Regions from separate parts of the Sus scrofa genome. Here region 1 is linked to region 2. A link is a contact called in public Hi-C data. All regions are on one chromosome and are shown on one strand. The core of a region is the stretch at or near the end of the contact, and the rest is flanking DNA. Distances in the headings are between cores, read along the strand shown.

The links. Hi-C and Micro-C count contacts between places; a contact is called where the count stands out from the background.
Region 1: a contact with region 2 is called in a Hi-C map of adipose tissue, with 5 times the contacts expected there. The contact joins the enhancer-like site here to the promoter of CENPU in region 2. A contact is called at or near these places in 2 of 5 promoter capture datasets (fetal skeletal muscle and liver), 34 of 47 Hi-C or Micro-C datasets (adipocytes, adipose tissue, alveolar macrophages and 17 more) and 2 of 2 datasets of contacts at active chromatin or transcription factors (alveolar macrophages and skeletal muscle).

Annotation. Positions count from the first base shown.
Region 1 is chr15:46,056,017-46,062,213 of Sscrofa11.1, forward strand. No RefSeq gene overlaps it. Among named protein-coding and RNA genes, the nearest start is that of HELT, 29 kb to the right of the region's middle. Within about 2 kb of position 2,490, at least 8 of the 83 cell types and tissues checked have an H3K27ac peak or open chromatin away from gene starts, as enhancers often do. A contact at or near this core is called in adipose tissue and skeletal muscle, where this site is marked.
Region 2 is chr15:45,847,778-45,853,933 of Sscrofa11.1, forward strand. CENPU (centromere protein U) reads right to left here and starts at 3,684. Exons shown (of 12, transcript XM_013984043.2): 1 at 3,309-3,684; 2 at 231-279. The coding sequence starts at 3,340. It overlaps PRIMPOL (DNA-directed primase/polymerase protein), which reads left to right. Exons shown (of 15, transcript XM_021076332.1): 15 at 3,169-3,275. The coding sequence ends at 3,188.

The DNA of each region.
Region 1 (6,197 bases), core at 1,240-3,739, 210 kb after region 2:
CACTGGATCAAAGTAGGTTTTTTTTTTTTTTTGGTTTGGTTTTTGTTTCTAACAAGGCCTTTTGTAGAGACAAGGCCATAGAGTGGCTGTAAGACTTTGAGGAACTGGGCACAGAGGTAGCACACATGGGTGGTTTGCAGAAGTCGGGAGAGCAGCAAGGTTACTGCCTGGGTGATGACAGGGCCACTCTGCTGCTCTTCCTCGACATGTCAGGAACGTCTTGGTCCACTGATTCCCTTCTTTCCCTGCCTAAAGCCAGAGCTCAGCACAGCCCAGTGTTGTTTAGTTGAACTTCCTGTGACCTTGGGATCTGTGCTGCCCCAGGCGCTAGCCATACTCACTGTTCAGTACTTGATTGCGGTGAGTGCAAATCCGGAACTGAATCCTTGATTTTTTTTTAAATGTTCACTTAATTAAAAATTAAATTTAAAAGCCACGCTACCATATTGGACGGCACAACTCTAGAAGCCGCCTGGTTCCTGACTGCAGGAGAAGGGGAAGGGTCAGTAGCTTGACATCCAGTGGCCAGCAGCCTGACTGGGGGCCACGGCCATGCAGACTGTGCAGCCTAGGCCTGATCACTGGGCTCTGCCTCATACTGCAGTGTCAGGACACAGGATCTTGTTCTGCTCCTTGAGTACCTGCCTCAAGCCCCTCCCTGGACTCCTTCTCCTGGTTCCTAGGCACCTGCCCGATTCCCTACAGCCCACTCCCGGGGAGTGGAATCCCGTGCAGGTGGCTTTGCAGGTTGGACACCAGGGCCTCAGGCTCCACACTCTATTCACCTGCATGCACCTCTGGCCACTTAAGCTGTCAGTCTACCTGTCTGGGCTTCTGCCTTGCTTACTGTTAGGGCTTGCTTCTCTGGAAGCTGGCTCATCCATGGTCATCAATGAAAGGAGAATCTTTATTATCTTTTTTTACGATCTCTGTCTTTTATCTTTTACTCCAAGCCTCTCAACCCTTATCTTTAAAAACTGACCTCACCCTTGGAATCTGCTACACACTGAGGCCACCTACGCCCAGGTGTGTCAGAGGCTGGGTGGAGAGAGGGGAAGTATGTGGAGATCAGCAGCGCACACACAATGCTTTGCTAAAAGGGAAATTTGGACAGATGCACCTGGATGATTTGGTTTAAAACCAGTCATATCACAGAACTTAGTCACAGCAGCATGAAGGCCTCCCCAGGCACCTCCCTGCCCAGCTCCCACAACAGGGGCCATCAGTCCCCAAGGCCTGGCACATGGTCAGAATCCTAAAGAGAGGGAGGGAGAGACTCCCTTCCCTGCCCAGCCAAGGTCAACACCCGCCTTGGGGTTTCTGATAGAGGGTTTGGGTTCCCCCAGATGATAAGCCCACCTTCTGCAGAGAAGACCAGCTCCTGCCCACACGCAGTGACCTTATCTCACAGTCTCTCCAGGTCACAACAGTCACCTCAAATCCCTAGTAGAAGCAGGACACACTGGGTTTGGGGTGCAGATGGGATATGAACGGGGCCATTTGCTCACACTGCCTCAGTCCCGCCCTGTCCCCCTGGACCTCGGCCTCCCTGGCTGAGCCAAACTGGACAGAAGGCCTCTCATTCCTCTGCAGAAGGACGTTTAAGTTATCTGATGGGCAGAAGCACATCTGGGCAGACAAGGGGATGTGGCCCTTGTTCTCCATGGGCACAGCCTCCAAAAATGACAAGACTTTGTTGACAATTGTAGAAGTAACATATTTCAGGGCTGACGCCGCCAATATGGTGAACAGGCCCTGGAGGAAACAGCGCAGGCTCTGTGCTGGCGCAGGGGGTGAAGGTGGACACAGTGCTAGAGGGGCAGGGCCTAGACCCTCAGTCCCCCCACCTCAGGGCACTCCCTGCCCTGGGCACACATCTTGCCCCTCCTGTTGGTAGAGAAGAGTGAATTTATAATAATGGGGGCAAAAAGAGGGCATTAATCTGGAAAACCTAGTGCTCTGCTAAAGGGGTTTCTGAGTTATGGCCACAAAAATATTTTGTGAGTCTGCCATCTGCCACAGCCTGATTCTCTAACAACTTAGCAATCAGTGTTAGACCTTTGAAGGTAAAAGGATTAGCTGAAATGTGATCTGAAATATATGTGTGATATTTTGTATGCATACTCTCCTGATTTCCACTCCATTGAAAGATGTTTAACATTCAGATTGTATTTATTTTACCAGTAAAACGTGGCATCTTCAGTTTAGCTACATGATATGTAATATGACATGACTGGGAAACAGGGGCCTCTGACCGAGTTCATCTTCCAGTTACAGGATCCATCTCATTCCTCAGACACAGACTATAGCAGGGGAATTAAGGGCTAGAAAGGGTGGTAGGGAAAGCTTACAGAGCTTCAATATGCTTGAAGGCAAAAATGATCATTGATGCTAAACCATCCTGGATGTTGTTCAGTCTCTGTTGATTCAGAAGGTTTATGAGGTCCTCGTTGTGCAACAGAGCCACCCTGAGGACACTGGCCCAGGGCTGTGGAGGACACGGGAGGCCATGCTGGCTCTGGCGATGGACTCTAGAAGCTGTGCATGTAGGCCTCTGTCCACTGAGGTGGAGCACATATCATGCACAACATTTGGTCCCAGAAGCCGAAAAGTTTGGACTTCTGTTGAAATTCTAGAAGTTAGTAAAAGGACATCCCATTAGCCGTATGAAGCAGATGGTTAATGTGTACTCGTGATCATTCTTTGCAATTTATTACACCATGCACAGAGGTGTTAAGATCTGGTGGCCACATCTCTTTTTGTCCTCATATAATTTTATAAATTTAACTCTTAAAAATTCTTTGTTGGATATTAAAATTCTGTGGGCTATTAAAAAAAAAAAGATCTGGCGGGCAGTTCAGACTTGAAATAACTCATACAGCTTTTAAAGGGTCTAAGTGACGGGAATGATTTAACTTATCACAAAAGCTTCATCTAATTCCACAGCCCCCAAAATTCCCCAAACTTCTGGCAAAGCCAGACAGGGCTCCACCTCACCTCCACAGCGACACCCCCATCCCCAACCAAGAGGCTGTCCACCAGCATCTCCAGCTCACATGCCTCAGCCTGGCCCTCTTATCGCCCTCAGAAGCATCTGTGCAGTTCCCCAAGCTAGGGACTCAGGACCAACCCTCCTCTTCGCTCTCCTTCACCCCTTGCTGACTGGCCCCCAAGCTGGTAGAGCCGGTCAGAGCCACCACTCAGCAGCAACCCCTCTATTTCAGGCTTCCTCCTCCCACCTGGCTCAGCAACAATCCACCCACCAGCCTCCCGGCTCCAGGCTCCACCACTGCAGCCTCCACTCCATCTAAGCGTCATTCTTCTTGAGACCAATCTTCTTAAAAGCTTTCTAAAGGTCAAATTCAAACTCTCCAGGGGGATAAACAAAGCCTTTCAGTGTCTGCCCTCCACCAATGGTCCCTTCTCCTGCCAGCCCCCAGGCTCCCAACTCTCAGACTTGCTGTGCTATGCTTCAGGCCCTGACCCTGTGCACACTTCCCACCCCACGTTCCCTCTGCTCACACCAGCTGGGACATTCACTCATCCTCCGAGATCCTCCTAGGAAGCCTTCCCAACTCCCCTGCAGCCATGCCTCTTAGAGCCCTTATATCACCTGTTGTTTTCCTTTGTGAGTGTGTGTCCCACTAGACTCTGAGCTCCTGGGAGGGCAGGTAACTTACACCCGAGGTGTGCCATTTAGCACAAAGTGGAAGCACACACCTGGCAATACTTGAATATCAGTACTTGTCCATGGAGATCTGAGCGGTTCCATTTTGGCTGAGACAAGGGTTGAGCAAAGCAATTCTTTATAATCACTGAAGAGATGCAAAGGTAGTGGCCCTTTCCTTGTCCAAAGAGCCCCTTAATACTAGACACCACCTATTAAACATTTATACTAGGGGTCAGATTCTGCACCAAACACTTCCCACATTATCTCATTCACTACAAGCTATGAAAACTCCAGTAGTACCACAGTTTATAGGAAAACAGATTCTACAGCAGAGGGGCCCTGGAGAGGCTAAACCACATGCCCAAGGCCCGGCTCCTAGCTACTGCACCAGAGAAGCAATGGATCCAGGATGTGGACTCTGCTCCAGGTCAGGTCTCCTGAGGAATCTGCTACAGTTTCAGGGTGGTTGTGGGCAGGAGAAGGATGCTGGCTGGGTAGGAGAATTCAGGGAGACAGTCTCCCTTGCAGCAGCATTCTGATTGAATGAATGCAGTTTCTTTCCATTCTGGGCTTGCTGTAGATCACCAAGTGTATTCTAGGTGCCCTCAAAGTCCACCTGCAAAGCAGAGAAATCCAGACCCCTGGTGATCCAGCAACTGACCCATCATTGATTATGGCTTGGCAGTGAGTGCTGCAGCTTCCAGGAGACCCTAGAGTGAAAATGACTTTGGCTTTAAGTGGGCGTCCATCCCAAAAGACACACAGCATTAGTTTCTCTGCATATCTGCAAAGGACCCTCCACTGATTGGGCCCAAGTGTGGGTCTAGGGCAGCTCCTAGCTCCATATGTTCAACGCTCCCTCTCTCCAGAGGCCCATCCTCTCTCCAGTGGCAGTTAATCATGTCCTGTATCTATTCTGGGCCACATTCATTTCCCATGGTGCAAATTAAGTTCTGACAGTGTTCCTATCACATTTAATCTGTTGATTCAGACAGCCAAACCCTTCAGCTTACTGATAACTCTTCCTCTGTATTAAAAGAATGGTTTGGAGTTCCCGTTGTGGTGCAGTGGTTAACGAATCCGACTAGGAACCATGAGGTGGCGGGTTCGGTCCCTGGCCTTGCTCAGTGGGTTAAGGATCCAGCGTTGCCATGAGCTGTGGTGTAGGTAGCAGATGCAGCTTGGATCCCATGTTGCTGTGGCTCTGGCATAGGCCAGTGGCTACAGCTCCGATTAGACCCCTAGCCAGGGAACCTCCATATGCCCCAGGAGCGGCCCTAGAAAAGGCAAAAAGACCAAAAAAAAAAAAAAAAAAAAAAATTAAAATTAAAAAAATAAAAATAAAAGGATGGTTTCGCCAGAACACAAGTCCGCTTCAGAAAGACCCCCCTCCCTCCCCTTCCTCTGCCCCTCCTCAGGAAGCAAGAAAACATCACTTTGTTCAGCCCTTGTCCTTTATTCCAAAAACGCAGTGCGAGAAGGTAGCATTCCGCATACATCTTGCTAGCCAGGGGGACACCTAGTGGTGGAAGTATGAAATACAACAATGAGGAGTTAAGACTAGTCTTTAAAAAAAAACAAATCAGCTTTACTGAGGTAATGATAGGGGTGGAGTAGGCACAGGTAGTTGTAGAAGTCCTGATAAAGGACCACATTTAAAGAGGAAACAGGGGACATTGGGAGATCACTGTAAATTAATAAATTGATCAAGAAAACCATCAGCACAAAGCAGGCTTATTTTGTTAGTGGAGCCTTGAGAATTGCCTCAGGTGGCAGATGGCATCAGGCCTGCATTCATACTCAGACCAAGGGCAAGGGTTTCAGGACCACCCTTCTGCGGATTTGAATACACACTTCACCAGATACAAGGAGGAGCTAATACTCCTAGAAAGGAAGAGGCGGGCTTTTCCAACCCCCACTCCCCTTGGATAGTAAAACCTGTAGCCCATGGGATCCTCTGGGCAGAGCTTCTGTGCCTGTCCGCTTGCATCTCTCACAAGCGTCCTATCTTAATAAATCTATTTCTTGCCTATCTCCTTGTCTCTCGCTGAATTCCTTCTGTGCAGAGACATGAAGAACCTGAACCTCAGTGAGTCCAGACACAGGGTGAGTGATTCTAATTTAAAACCTTGGGTTTAGGAGTTCCTTCTAAAATTTTTTCAAAAAATCTTCAACGTGGAAAAATTTTTTTAAGATTTTTATTTTTGGAGTTCCCGTCGTGGCTCAGTGGTTAACGAATCCGACTGGGAACCATGAGGTTGCGGGTTGGGTCTCTGCGCTTGCTCAGTGGGTTGATGATCCGGCGTTGCCGTGAGCTGTGGTGTAGGTTGCAGATGCGGCTCGGATCCTGCATTACTGTAGTTCTGGTGTAGGCTGGAGACTACAGCTCGATTAGACCCTGCCTGGGAACCTCCATATGCCGCAGAAGCGGCCCAAAGAAATAGCAAAAAAAAAAAAAACAACAACAACTTGCATGATGGAAAACACTGACAAAATTGAGGGGAAAAAAAAAAAAAAAAAAAAAAAA
Region 2 (6,156 bases), core at 2,434-4,933:
AGTTCTCATTCAACCCCAGCCTGCAAACTTCCATATGCTATGGTGCAGTCCTAAAAAGCAAAACAAGAAAGAAAAAAAAAAAAGAAAATTACAACAATATGGAGAAATGGCTATAAGTGAAAAAAAAAGCAAATACAGAATGTTGCATGATCTTTAAATGTTGTACAATCTTTAATCTCTGTATTGCCAATTATGAGAAAGTTATATTAAAATATAAAAAGATAACTTACATCTTTCATGGACTGTGTTCTTCCTACAGTGTTCTCTGAATATCTTGCACTATAAAAGAGCAAACACACACACACGAGTTAGGAAAGCTTTAAAAGTAAAGGGGAAACACCAGAACTTACAACCTCTTCCAAGCATTTTCTCTCCAAGTCACATTCCTCATTAGTTGTACTAACAACACGCACATGGTGAAATGCACAGGGCAAAACCCTTTTAGAAAGCCAAGCCCATCTCTCATGCGCTGAACATTTTTTTCTAGGTCTAATCATATCACCTTTGTATAAACAGCATAGCTCTGCTCTCAGGGATACAGAAACCCCCTAACCCTGCTGTCATCCTTGTTCCTGAGGTCACATCAACAAGGGCTGACTTTCTGCAGAGATGAGCGAGAGGTCCCGAAACTTTGTCAAGCACCCGAGCCCGTTCCATACGGTGCCTGCTCTTTCACACGCATTCTCTCATGTGGCTCCACAGTGGGCCTTAAGAAGACGTGAACCCCATGGTCCAGATGTCTTTTTGCCCAAAGCAACATGCAGCCAAGAGGAAGGGAATCTCAAATTAAAATCTGCATCAGTTTCAACCCAGAGCCCTCCTCACTTTCTACCCCTTCAGGCCCCTTCCTGTGGGCATTAGGACAAGGGGATAAAGCCCGAGCATCTCCAACAAGCTTAAAATAAGGAAGATGTAACAAACCAGAAAGGAAACAGAAAATAAGCAGGAAATCCTACTGTCCGTGCACCAAGAGAGGTGGGAGGGCAACGGGGATGTCCCCATACACAGACCTGACTTCAGACATGCCCTGCATACCCCCAAGAGTGCGTAGCAAAGTCAGTTTAGTGTCTGAACCAGTGTTTCTTTGAGTAACTTTGATATCATTTCAAACCTACAGGAAAGTTGTGACAATAGTCTAAGCCTTCTGTATACCTTTTGCCCCACTTCACTACTGTTTACATGTTGCCTCATCTGCTTTCTGTATGTATTCGGTAAATGGGGAATACTGCAGTGTGTCCTTCCTAGGGAGCTGAAATCTTGTGTAGTCACAGCACAATTTTCAGGTCACTGACATAATTATCTAATCATATCCAAGTTTCATCAACTGCCCCATCACATCCTTTAACCTTTCCCCCACACTCAGCATTTTCTAAAAGGACAAATAAAACCCCCAAAAAACAAGAAGAAAATTTTCTTTCTTTTTTGTCTTTTCTAGGGCTGCACTTGTGGCATATAGAGGTTCCCATGCTAGGGGTCCAGTCGGAGCTGCAGCGCCGGCCTACACCAGAGCCACAGCAACACCAAATCGGAGCCACGTCTGCGACCTACACCAAAGCTCATGTCAACGCCAGATCCGTAACCCACTGAGCAAGGCCAGGGATCAAACCCAAAACCTCATGGTTCCTAGTCAGATTCGTTAACCACTGCGCCACGACGGGAACTCCGAAATCTTAAGAAGAGAATATAAAATATAATAGTACCATGCACTGAACATAGTATTTCATATACCCCTTGTTTTATGTGTGTGTACGTACTGTGTGTGTGTGTACTCACTGTGATGTAAACATCATTGCTGTGAATTACAGTAAGAACAGAAAAAGTTTGGTTCTCAAGCTTTCAGGCATCAGACTCACCTGGAGGGCTTGTTAGAACAGACCACTTAGCCCATCTCCAGAGCAGCAGCTGATTCAGTAAACCTGGGATGGCCTCTACGCTTTTGCATTTCTAGCATGCTCCTAGTGCAGCTGGTCAGGGAACCACACTTTGAAAACCACTGCTTTATTTGAATCTCAGACCCCAAAGAAGGGAGAATAGGTATTGGTGTAAGGCATCTATGATTCTGGGGTCCTGGAAAGGTAAGTAACGTCAGTGGTCACAGCCAAGTGACAGAAATGGGACTAGAAACCGATCACATACTTTCTTAACCTACTCTTTCTAAGGACCCCTGCCTTATCTGTGCTCAGATCCACAGGTCAAGTTTCCTTCTCACCTAGGCAAGGAGCAAGAAGAGACTCCTAAAAGATGGAAATCTCCTTGATAACATATGTCAAACTTTCATTTTGGGGGGGGAGGATGAACAGATTTCATGAATCTCAAAAGGCAAAAATGTTACATGTATGTGTATATGTTTGTGTACAGAGAGAGAGAACCACCCCCCCACTGGCCTAGCAGATAAAGTTTAACTCTTGTCACCTGATGTTTCAAGGCTCCAATATTTTTTCCCAGTCCTCCTCCCCACTGTGGGCGTCTTAGGTTCTTCCCCACTGGCCACTGGAATCTAGTCTCAGTTTACTCCACCTCCCTGCTTTGTCTTGCCCCAGCCTTTCCCCTATGCTGTCGGCTTGCCTCTACCATCACCCCACATCTACAAATGCACCTTCTCCGGGAAGCCTTCCCACGGTCCAGGTGGAACTCCTTTGCAGACTAATCAAAGCAAGCCAAGGCCCCTCCAGCCAGGACCAGACACCACCAGCAAGATACTTGCCAACAAATCCAGAGGGAATAACATTTTAGAGAGCAGTTTTGCAATCTATTTTAAATTGCATGCCCTTTTTGATTAAAAACAAAAAACCTTGCCCCATCCTGGCTGGAGTGCTCCTTTAAGAACCACAAGCAGCCGGCCGGAGATGTAGTTCAACTTTATGGTCTGTGGTTTGTGTTATAAAAACAAGCAAGGTCTTGAAAATAAGAATACTGACTACCAGCCAGAGTGTAAAAGCCACTAGAATGTGATGTCTGGCAAGTGGTAGAGTGGTACGCCCTCATAAGTTATTTGTTGGACAGTTCGTTTTAAAATGTTTTGTCTACTTTAGACTACACTCACCCAAAATGATGCTAACACTAGCCAGCGTTCTCGCCTGCCCGTCAGGCACCGTTATAAACTGTAACTCCTCTAAGCTTCCCCGTAATTCCTAGAAAATTGTGACTATTATTACTCCCCTTTTACAGACCTGGAAACTTATCGCTAGGACAAACAGCACAGTGCCAGAACCAGGCAGCACCAACAGCTCCGAGAGGCCCAAGATCCGCGGAAGAGAAAGAAGATAAAGTGGGCCCCAACCTGCGTCGCGAGGGTCCTCAATACCTACCCTGAGCGCGTTACTCGTCCCGGCTGGGCCATCACGGCCCACAGCTCCCTGCGCCCGCGCAGCTCCTGAAGCTCCCGCCAAACCCCGCGCTGCTCCCAGCGGCCAATCGGGGCCGAGCACGCGGGCACGCCTCCCGCCCCGCGCCCGGTCTTACACACAGGCGGGCTAGGGCTCTTCCCCGTCCTAGAGCGCTAGAAAAAACCCGGTCTGGTACTGCGCTAGAGCGGATTTGGAGTCCAGGCTTTAAAACCAGTTGCTGACAGTGCATGATACGCCAAACATTTGTCGGGTTTTTCCTCTCACCCACGTGCCTCGCCCTTTTTCCTAAGTTCCAAAGAGTCAGAGCCGCCAGGGCCCGCCCTTGGGGGCGGGAGGGGGAGGAGCCAGAGCCGGAACTGGAGAGGGCGCCCGCCTGTGAGGGGCGGATCCAAACCCAGGGTGGGACCGCTGGGTGCTTAAGCGCCTGCGCAGCTATCTAGAGTAAAGATTTGGAAATAAGGTTTGATTTTTAGTCTGCCAACGCCTGTAATCAGTTGTGTCATCTTGGCTTATTATTTTATTTCTACCCCAGTTTTTTCACTCATAAGTGGGGAGGGCCTTTTCTGGAGCTAATATTCTCTGATTCTTTACTTTCTCTCTAAAAAATGCATTATCCTGCAAAAGATGATTTTGGACCCCTATCACCCCCCCAAAAAAAATAACTCACTCAAAATGGATCAAAGACCTAACTATAAGGGCTAAAACTATAAAACTCTTAGAAGAAAATATAGGGCAAAAGCTTTATGACATTGGATCTAGCAATGATATCTTGAATCAAGACATCAAAAAGCACAGTTTAGGATGATGAAAGAGTTCTAGAAGTGGCTAATGGTGGATGGTTGCATAGCCATGTGAATATTCTTAAGTAGTGCCACTAAATGGTACAGTTGAAAGTGGCTAAAATGCTAAACTATATGTTACGTATATATCACCACAATAAAAATTATTAGAGTTCATGCACATAATATAGCATATACAAAGATAAAATGGAGCACACAGATGGTCACCACTGGATAGGAAATTAATATTTATCATTCCTGGAGTTCCTGTCGTGGCTCAGTGGAAATGAATCTGACTAGTATCCATGAGGACAAAGGTTTGCTCCCTGGCCTCATTCAGTGGGTTAGGAATCTGGCATTGCCAGTGAGCTTTGGTGTAGGTGGCGACATAGCTTGGATCTGGCATTGCTGTGGCTGTGGCATCGGCTAGTGGCTATAACTCTGATTGGACCCCTAGCCTGGGAACCGCCATATGCCATGCGTGCAGCCCTAAATAGACTATACACACACACACACACACACACACACACACACACACACACACATATATATTTACTTAATTACATAATTACAAAGTAATACATATATATATATTTATTTATCATTTCTTCCAAGGATAACCACACTTCCAATGTTGCGTTTCTCATTCCCATGTTTTTCTACCTTGCTATATTCCTAAAATGTTATTTATTGTATATTTTTAAACTTTATACAAATAATATTTGGATGTATTGTGCAAGTGCTCTTACTCAAAGATATAAATTTTAGGTTTATTCACAGTGATGCATGTAGCTCTCATGCATTCATTTTTGTAATGCATTAAGTAAATATATCACATTTTCTTTATTCATTCTTCTATGTATGGATAGATCAGTTGTTTTCAGTCTTTCTGCTGTTACCAATGATGCCCAGCTAAACGTCCCTGTAAGTGTCCTGCAGGGTACACAGCTACGAGACAGGGATAGACGCAGCAGAGCTATTATTGTCTCATGGGATAGAGACATTTTCAGCTATGTGAGAATGCCAATATTTACACATTGTTTTATAAGCAATTAATAAAATCTTCCTGGTTACATATACTTGTCAATACTTAGAATTTTCAATACTTTAAATGTTTTACCTAACTAGCAAGTTAAATGGTATCTTATTGTGTTTTTGATTGCATTTCTCTTAAGTTGATCATATTCTCCTTGGTTATAGGTCCATCCTGATTCCTTTTCAGAAAAATACCTGCTCACCCCACCTATGAATCACTAGGGCAATTGCCAGAGAAGAGTAAATTGCCTTTGAGGTATTGAAGGTACTTCCCCACTGAATGTAGAAATAGTGTTCCTGGAATCTCAGAAAATTGTCACCCTTAAGAGTGTCAGGGGAGTTGTCTCGTGGCGTAATGGTTAACATTCTATCCCAGGCCAAGGAACTTCTGCATGCTGTGGGTGCTGCCAAGAAAGAGAGAGAAAGAGAGGAAGGAAGGAAGGAGGAAGGAAGGAAGGAAGGAAGGAAAGAGGGAGGGAGGAATAAGAAAGGGAATGTGGAAAGGAAGTTTCATTTCCCAGGAAAGCGACTGTTGTCAAACCTTTTGTGCTATGGGTCCAAAAAAAGAAACTATCCAGTTGTTAAAACAAGAAGAGGTTCAGTGCTCTGGATGGAAATAAAAACTCAAACCAAATAGGTTTAAATAATAAAGCAATTTATGAACTCATGTCACTGAAAAGTCCAGTGCTAGGATGGTTGTCAAGCTTAGTTTGAGCTAGAGGTTGGAGAAGCCATCAAGGCTTTGAATCCATTTTCTTGCCCTTCTTATATGGTCAGCCTTTTCCTCAGCCTGGATCCTGCCATTATCATCATCATCGCCTGGATTTATTGAGCTTTTACTATGATCTAGTCATTGTTCTAAGTGTTTAGTATTTATGAAACCATTTAATCCTCTCAGTAACCCTATGTGGTAGGCTCCAGAATCCCACTGTACATATGAGGAAACTAAGCAGCAGCCCCGCAGGTAGTAAGTGGCTCTGGCTGCACTAGATCTG